Linked DNA regions of Zea mays: region 1 is linked to region 2. A link is a contact called in public Hi-C data. All regions are on one chromosome and are shown on one strand. The core of a region is the stretch at or near the end of the contact, and the rest is flanking DNA. Distances in the headings are between cores, read along the strand shown.

Evidence for each region. Hi-C and Micro-C count contacts between places; a contact is called where the count stands out from the background.
Region 1: a contact with region 2 is called in a Hi-C map of leaf, with 5 times the contacts expected there. The contact joins the promoter of LOC103633246 here to the promoter of LOC103633243 in region 2. A contact is called at or near these places in 5 of 25 Hi-C or Micro-C datasets (bundle sheath, leaf and tassel).

Annotation. Positions count from the first base shown.
Region 1 is chr7:163,137,021-163,140,857 of Zm-B73-REFERENCE-NAM-5.0, forward strand. LOC103633246 (putative syntaxin-131) reads left to right here and starts at 1,764. Exons shown (of 13, transcript XM_008654942.3): 1 at 1,764-1,966; 2 at 2,319-2,426; 3 at 2,591-2,647; 4 at 2,761-2,809; 5 at 2,906-2,994; 6 at 3,086-3,159; 7 at 3,228-3,270; 8 at 3,353-3,413; 9 at 3,502-3,527; 10 at 3,614-3,691; 11 at 3,828-3,837. The coding sequence starts at 1,949.
Region 2 is chr7:162,846,948-162,851,067 of Zm-B73-REFERENCE-NAM-5.0, forward strand. LOC103633243 (WAT1-related protein At5g64700) reads right to left here and starts at 1,989. Exons shown (of 6, transcript XM_008654940.4): 1 at 1,601-1,989; 2 at 1,315-1,380; 3 at 1,087-1,203; 4 at 542-953; 5 at 306-457. The coding sequence starts at 1,779.

The sequences.
Region 1 (3,837 bases), core at 514-3,013, 290 kb after region 2:
AAATTCTCATTCTCACGTGATTACCGGAGAACCCAGTGAGCGTAGCCACCTGCCTGCCTGCGAGATGGCCACGCGCGACCTGGCCATGCGCAAGCTGCCGTGTAGCCCGACATGGGCCCAAGCGCTTGCATTTGCGAGCTGCTGACAATTTGGTGGTCGGTGCATTGCTGCGTGCCACCCTGGTCGGCGCATATGAGGTCCTGCATAGGATCGTACCGGAATAATGAGGCCCAATAGAGTCCAACAGCCTCTTTAGTGCCACATCACCGACACCAGACCATTACACTCGGGTTTGTGGACTTCGCAGTATGTTATTACACTCATAAATCATAGACATAATCCTATCGGTCATAGACATAATAATAAAGAGCTAAAACTAAGAGCCCCTTTGGTAGGACTTATTTTTCAGCTTCGGCTCTGGCTCATGCAAAAATTGTGTTAAACACCTCTTTTTCAAATGGCTTCACCAGTGAAGTGCTTTTCCAAAATGAACTAGAGGGCATGAGCCAAAAAAAGTGGCTCACCCGGCTTCAGCTCACGTCATTTTTGCACAATAGCCCTCCCACCAGTCCAAATTTTTTTTGTCCTGCCCTCAATCCCTAGCCACGTACATGAGAGATAAACTATACAAGGGTCTTTCTGAAAAACAACCTATAAACCGTTTTGCCAAATGATTTTTCAGAATGATTTTGGCTCATCTAAAGAAGTGGTTTCACCTCGTGAGCCAGAGTCAAAGCCGTTTTTGGAGAAGCCAGAGCGCTGCCAAAGAGGCCCTAAGAGTCGCAAAATAGCAAATTTCTTCGCTGAAGGGTGACATATGGGGCCCACGCGCCACACGTTCATGTGGCGATTCGAGGATCAGGCAAGAACAGATACTTGCATTCTTTTCGTCACAGGAAAGTGAAATGAATAAACAACACGGCCGCCTCACCCTCTTGAATGACCGGAACACCACCGAGAGAGAGAGAGGAGCCCGCGCATTCTTCCATCCGTTCGCAGTACAGACGGCAATGGATACTCAATATCCGAAACCTGATAGGTTTTACCAATTAGAATAAGTTTAGGTCAATTTTTATATTCATAAGTTTGTTAATAGACATAAATCTATACCTAATGGGTTTATAGATACGGGTTTGTTCTTATAGTATTCAAACCTGTGAACTTGTGAGTTTTTTAAACTCGACCAAACCTAGTACATATTGTCATTTTATTTTATAAACGAACAACAAACTTGTTATCTCTCTACTTACTTCCTAATTTTTATCAAAATAGTGAATGTATAAGTAGTTTGTGAGAGTATTGCTTGCTTGCTATTATAGTTTATACTAGCATTATATAGGTGGTGGATGGATAACTTAGTGTAAAGTCACTTAATTATATAACTTATTATTTGTATTTCATTCTCTCCATTAATAATTTTATACCAAATTATGAACTTGTTGTTCATCACATAAATTTTGGATCATGATCTCATTAATCATCACGTTACTTATTGATTATGAGAAGAACAAGTATATTGGAAATGAAACTCATGGGTAACCTGTGGGTACCCGCTAACCCGATGGGTACAGGTTTCGACAAAATTTCAAATCCTGTCATGAGTACAGATTTTTAATAGGTATAGATATTTTTTTACGGATATCCGTTACCGTCTCCAGTTGGCAGGGTATGTACTCATTACCATTGAATAAACATTAAGTTTCTTTAGTTAGTTGCTAAACCCGGCTGTTTGCTAGTTAATGGCTTCTAGTGCTGGCCGGCGTCGCCAAGATCATCCTTCCTTGCTCACTATACTAGTTTATTAATACTAGTTATCCTCGCCAGAACGGCCTTTCCAAAGTCCTATGAATACACCACTGTTTCTTTCTCCATCGGCTAGCTGTTCTTCGCACCCTGCACGAGAAACCCAAGGGAAGGCTCCTCCGTCTCTTTCTCCGAGGACCACAGGATGAACAATCTTCTCTCGGTATGTGCAGTTCGCTCTTGCAAGATTGTCTCTCCGTTTTTTTTTTGGGTTCTACGGAGTAGTTTTCATGCCGGGTATTTAGACGGATAACGAATGGCTTTTTTTTAAAACGAAGTGAAAACGAATGGCTTTTGTCATGTCGGAATATCTGTCTTTGAGGCCTGACTGAATTTCCTGTTGAGATAACCTGCAAATACCGAGATACTAAATTCAGTGCAAAATTTGCAGTGTCTGTCTTCATAATAATTTAGTAGCCAAATTCAGTGCAAAATTTGCTGTGGTTGTCTTCATGATAATTTAGTATAACGTGTTAGTTGGAAACTGCTGCGGGGTTCTGTTAATTCGATGACAGGATTCCTTTGAGAGGGATGAGAAGCCAGAAAGCGAGAGGGACATCGAGATGGGGAATCGAAATCCCAAGGACAACTCCGACTACGGTCTCAAAGACTTCTTTGAACAGGTTAGGTCTTCGATTTATAAAGAAAGCACACGTGCTGATCTGAAAGTTTTATCAGCTCTTCTTTTATGCAGTTTTATAGCAGTGGTAGTTACTAATCATGAAGACATAGCATTTGCTGTTTTTTTTCTTACGAGAAGTTCTTCTTTTTTCTCTCTCGCGGTTAGGTCAAGGAGATTGAGGTGCTGTTGGATAAGATGTCCAACATAGTTCACAAACTTCAGGTTATTACTGGACCCTTGACAACATGTTTTTTTTTCTGGGTTTCTGGTCGTATTAGTTTCGGACCCGTGTAACTAGACACAATTTATATTATATTTTGTGCAAATCTACACAGGAAGCTAATGAGGAATCCAAGTCAGTCACCAAGGCTTCTGCAATGAAAGGTGCAATGTGCAGCTTCACTTGCTGACACACAGACTGGTATCAGCATTCCTAAACTTAAAAACGCTCATCTGAAACAACTCGTCCTCCTCTTCCAGTGATAAAGGAGCGCATGGAGAAGGACATCGATGGAGTACTGAAGATCGCACGCAACGTGAAAGTGAAGCTGGAACAGATGGACAGAAACGTATGGACATTAAGCCTGACCATGTCTTCAGCGTGTGATTCACTTCACCCGATGCTCGCCAGAGCTCATTATTCTCCTCTTCGGTTTGCAGAATCTCGAGAACAGACAGAAGCCGGGGTGTGGGAAGGGCACCAGCGTAGACCGATCAAGGATGTCCATGACCATGTAAGATCCTCTTGCATTTATTATGCCAATGCAAAAGTAATCCAACAAAACGTCAACTTCGATTGCAGTGCATTGAAGAAGAAGCTGAAAGAAAGGATGAACGATTTCCAGGTGCAAATGACCTTGCTCTCTCCACCTTCTTTGTCCAAGAAAATTAAAGACTTGGAATCACATTGTTCACCATTCATTGCAGAATCTAAGACAAACTATACAAGAGGAGTACCGAGAAGTTGTAGAGAGGAGGATCTTCACAGGTATGTAAAACTTTTTTTTATCCGTCATTTCAGTTTGAGTTATCCTGTTGGCTGAATATTTACAAGCCTTAATCTTGAACCGGAACAGTCACGGGAACAAAGCCTTCTGAGGAGGTGAGATGGTGGTTCTACTTCTACCACGCTACACAAGGCACAGCGAACGCTTACCTCTTCTGACCAAGTTTTGGCACAATGCCTAGGTGATTGATCGTCTCATCGAGACCGGAAGCAGCGAGCAGATCTTTGAGAGAGCAATCCAAGGGACAGGTAGAGGACAGGTCGGTGAATAGCACTCCTACATTGTCGTTTATTTAATTTCACCTCATACTTTTATTGCCCATCTCAATGTGCTACGCGGCTACGCCTAACCACTCTTGCTTTTCGTTTCATGAAATTCCATCTATGTTGATATAGATCCTTGACA
Region 2 (4,120 bases), core at 739-3,238:
ATGACACGATGAGTCGCGTTGCAGAGATAGAACTTAGAAGGCGTCTGTAGGCAGACAGTTAGCGAAACGACTCGTCAACTCTCGTTCCGCATGTGCTCCGTGACCACGCACCGTCGATCCATAGGCTCCGTGTGTCGCCGAGACGTCGACACGGCGGCACTTGCGCAAGTCAAAAGCGGATGGTTTCGACCGCCGGTGACGGCGACGGTGACGGCGACGTGAGTGTGTGTGGCTGGTAATTCAATCAATGCGAATGCGATGGACGATGTGGACGCGAGGCTTATTAGCACTGCTGCACTGCGTACCTTCCTAGGCTGACGTCTTCGCCCAGCAGGAAGGAGGCGATGGCCATGGTGAAGACGAGGCTCAGCGGCATCGACATGGACAGGAACACGGGACCTCTCTTCTCGATCACCCAGATCTGCAGGTAGTACGAGATCGCCGCCACGACGACGCCCTGGAAACGAAGAGCGGCACCAGCACTCAGCGTACAATCAACAAGGCTGGCCTGGCCAACGGATCAAGACGCGTTCGGTTATACCGTGAAGAGCACGGATGCGAGGCTGACGGGGCCGGCGAGCTTCCACCGCGACAAGTCCCTCTCGAGGACAAGGGCGATGGCCAGCGACTGGACGCTCGCGAACGCGCACTGCAGCGTCGTGTTCAGGAGCTTGGAAGGGTACTCCAGCAGCAGGGGCCCCTGCTTCACCGTCCAGAGAGACCATATCACGACCGACGTTGTCATCAGGAAGATCCCCAGAGCCCACTCCCTGCTGGAATGGTGGACCTGCGCGGCGGCCGCGCCCGCGTGCTGCTTCAGCAGCTGCTGGTGGTTCGGCGACTTGAGCTGGGGGCCCTGGTACAGCGCCAGCACGATGACGCCGGCGACGCAGAGGAGTATCCCGCAGGCTTTGGCTATGCCATGGACGCTCCTGAGCTTCAGGGTCTCCATCCTGTCCATCGCAGACAAACGAACGACGAGCGTCAGTCAGTAGCTGGCTAGCTGCTGCTACTACTGAAACGGCTAGCTACCACAAGACACGAGTAATGCGACTAATCGATCATTAAGCTGGATCAGTGAGTGACCTGAACATGACGGCCAAGAGGAAGGCGACCACCGGCACGATGTTGAAGATAGCCGACGAAGAGGTGGCCGAAGCATATTTCAGGCCAATGCAGTACAGGTTGATCGTTCCAGCCATCCTGATCCAACGAACGCGAACCGCTCAGTGTTTCCAGCGACAAGAACAGAGACAATAATCTGCCTCGGCCAAAACTAGCTAGCGCGTGCTGAAAATTCGCCAACATACATACCCGTAGAAGCCGTGAGCAAAGATCTTCATGCAGAGCCTCAAGTTCAGAGGTGGCGCCGGTCGCTTCCTGCAACAGCAGAGAACACCAGATGAGCTGAGCTGCTACTATCTTACTCTTACCATTCGCGGCGACTTGACAGAGAGCAACGCACACATGCGTATACAGATTTACTGTTTGCCAGTAGATTAATTAATCGATTATATAGTGGAGCTGGCTCCTATGACTTGCTCGCTAGCTTCGTCGTCCTTGCATGCATGAGCATGGCCGAAGATAAACGGGTACCTACCTGATCTCAAGGAAGGCGAAAGGCAGCAGGAAGACGGCCGCGACGGCGTGCCGGTAGAAGACGAAGACGGTGGTGCTCGTGCCTTCGTTGAAGGCCGCCTTGGTGAGGATGTGCATCCCCGCGTAGATGAGCCTGATGAGCACCACCGTGGCGTACACCTTGCCGTTGCCGCTACCCATGGAGGCTACCCACTACACAGTACAGGACAAGGATCGGTGGCGCATCAACACTGCCGCTGTGCCTGCCCCAGAGCTCACTTAGCGCCGCTATATATACGCGAGGACGGCGACGAGCCAGCCAGGTTCGTTTGTGTGAATTGCCAGGACTGCATAAAGAGAGTATAAAGTGACATGGAAGAGCGGGGGCTGAAAGTTCTCTGCATGTTCATGCATGCGTTCCGGACAACAGAAATATCAAGCAGCACAGTGATCGAGATTTATAGAGGCATTTCTTTTTCTCCCTTAAAAGATACCAAGTTTTTTTTTTGCTCTGTTGTTTGCTGCTGCAAAATTTAGCATTACAAGATATATATCTGCTTTCGAGACGATGGACAGCATTAGTTCTTTTCTTTCTTAATCAAAAAAAGAAGGATGGATCTTAATTGCCCAAGTGGTCATGATGCTTATACTACAAAACATTCAGTAGTGCGGCTGGCCACAGACGAATAATAACCCAGCTGCCACTAGAATAAGTAGAACACAAGTTTGTTGGATAAAAAGCCTCCTAATTTGTGGCATGCATGGGTTTGTTTATGGAAAAGGTGTTCATGGGAGAAGCTTCCCTGAACTCCTGGCATGGTTTACTTTTTATAAGAAAGGTAATCACGTGCTCTGCCGTCAAATTGATTAAGGTTTTGCGATGACTGATGTTTTTTATATCAACCAGAAGTCTTCATTAAGAAGACATTTTTCTAGCGCCTACAAGTAATGAAAAAAAAGAATGAACCCCATCCAAGGAAAGAGAATATCAAAGGTAACAGCTACCTTTCCTTAAAGGGGACATATCTTGTGCACATGGAAGATTGATGCACATGGTGCACATATTAAATCATCACCACTCATTTTAGATCTAACGTCTCTAGTTGATCATTCAATTTACAAATAACACCTTCCACCACTACACACCACCACATTGGAGGTGTTCTCAGCAAAATATACCAAATAACTAGAGACGTTAGATCTAAAATGAGTGGTGATGATTTAATATGTGCACCATGTGCACCAATCTTTCATGTGCATTAGATATGTTCTCTTCCTTAAAAAAAGATGGAATATCTCTTTGACAGATAATAATTTTCTCGGAGGCGAAATTGAAGGATCAAAGGATATTTCATTACCTTGGCAATTGTAAGATGCCTCCAAGGAAATATACATGTATAATTCTTGAGTCCTAACTCATCAAACCCCCAAGATAATGACATATTTACTTGCATGCTATTGAGAACCGCCAAAGCAGTTTTATATTTTAACGAGTTATTATAAGAGCATCTCCAAGAGACTAGCTAAATAGTTTGTCAAGCTAAATTTTAGCTATTTAATAACGAAATAGCTCTCCAACAGACTAGCCATTTAAATTGCCAAATTATCCGGCTCTCTAAATTGACTCTCTTACTAGCCAAATTTGGCTAGCAACTTTCGCTAGCCAAGCTAAATTACATGTTCGAGAATATGTTGGAATGAGATGTTATATATATATAGTTTAATTTTTATGAAGAGACAAATACAGAGTAAAATATAGAGTCAAAAGTAAAAAGTATCTTGGAGATGCTCTAAATCACCAAAGTAAATCAACATTTTTCTTAGCTATTATTCCATACTTCCAAGAAAATGTATAGGTATAATTGGAAACCACCAAGACATTCCTAAATCCTTGAGTAAATTGTTGTGCTTGTGCATGTCAAGAAAAAAATGTTAATTTTTCTAGTCATTTCTCTTAACCACCAATACAATCGACACAATGTTGTTTTGTTGGTTAGACTGGCCCTAACGGGGAGAGAAAATATGAGGCAAATAGCTCGAATGTGCCATGCTACAGTGCTGCGTGGCAATGCAAAATGAAAGCGCATCTAACGGAGAGATATATATGGGCACACATTAGGAAAAAAGACAGTGTATTAAATGCTTATGAACAACGCGTCCATGGCTTCGGTGTGCCGTGTGCGGTCGTGCATGATGCATAGAGAAGAGAGGGTATGTAGGATATGCATTTTTTTGGCTCTCCTCGGTCGGGCATGTAAAATGCATCGTGTGTATGCATCACCTATTGTAGGCTTTTGCGTTACAACTACAGTGGCACACACGGGGCAAGGGGCAAAACAAATATGCATCTCCTTTTACATGTCCCATCTTAGGCATTGCATTTTATAGACAAATGCTTCCTTGACATATTTTTAAATGAAATGTGTTTTTTACATGGGACACACAGAGGGTATAATTTTGAGTTGTATTGGCACTTAACCAGAGATATATAGTTAGTTTTTGAATTGCTAGCATGCAACATGTTATATTTATATCAAAGTTG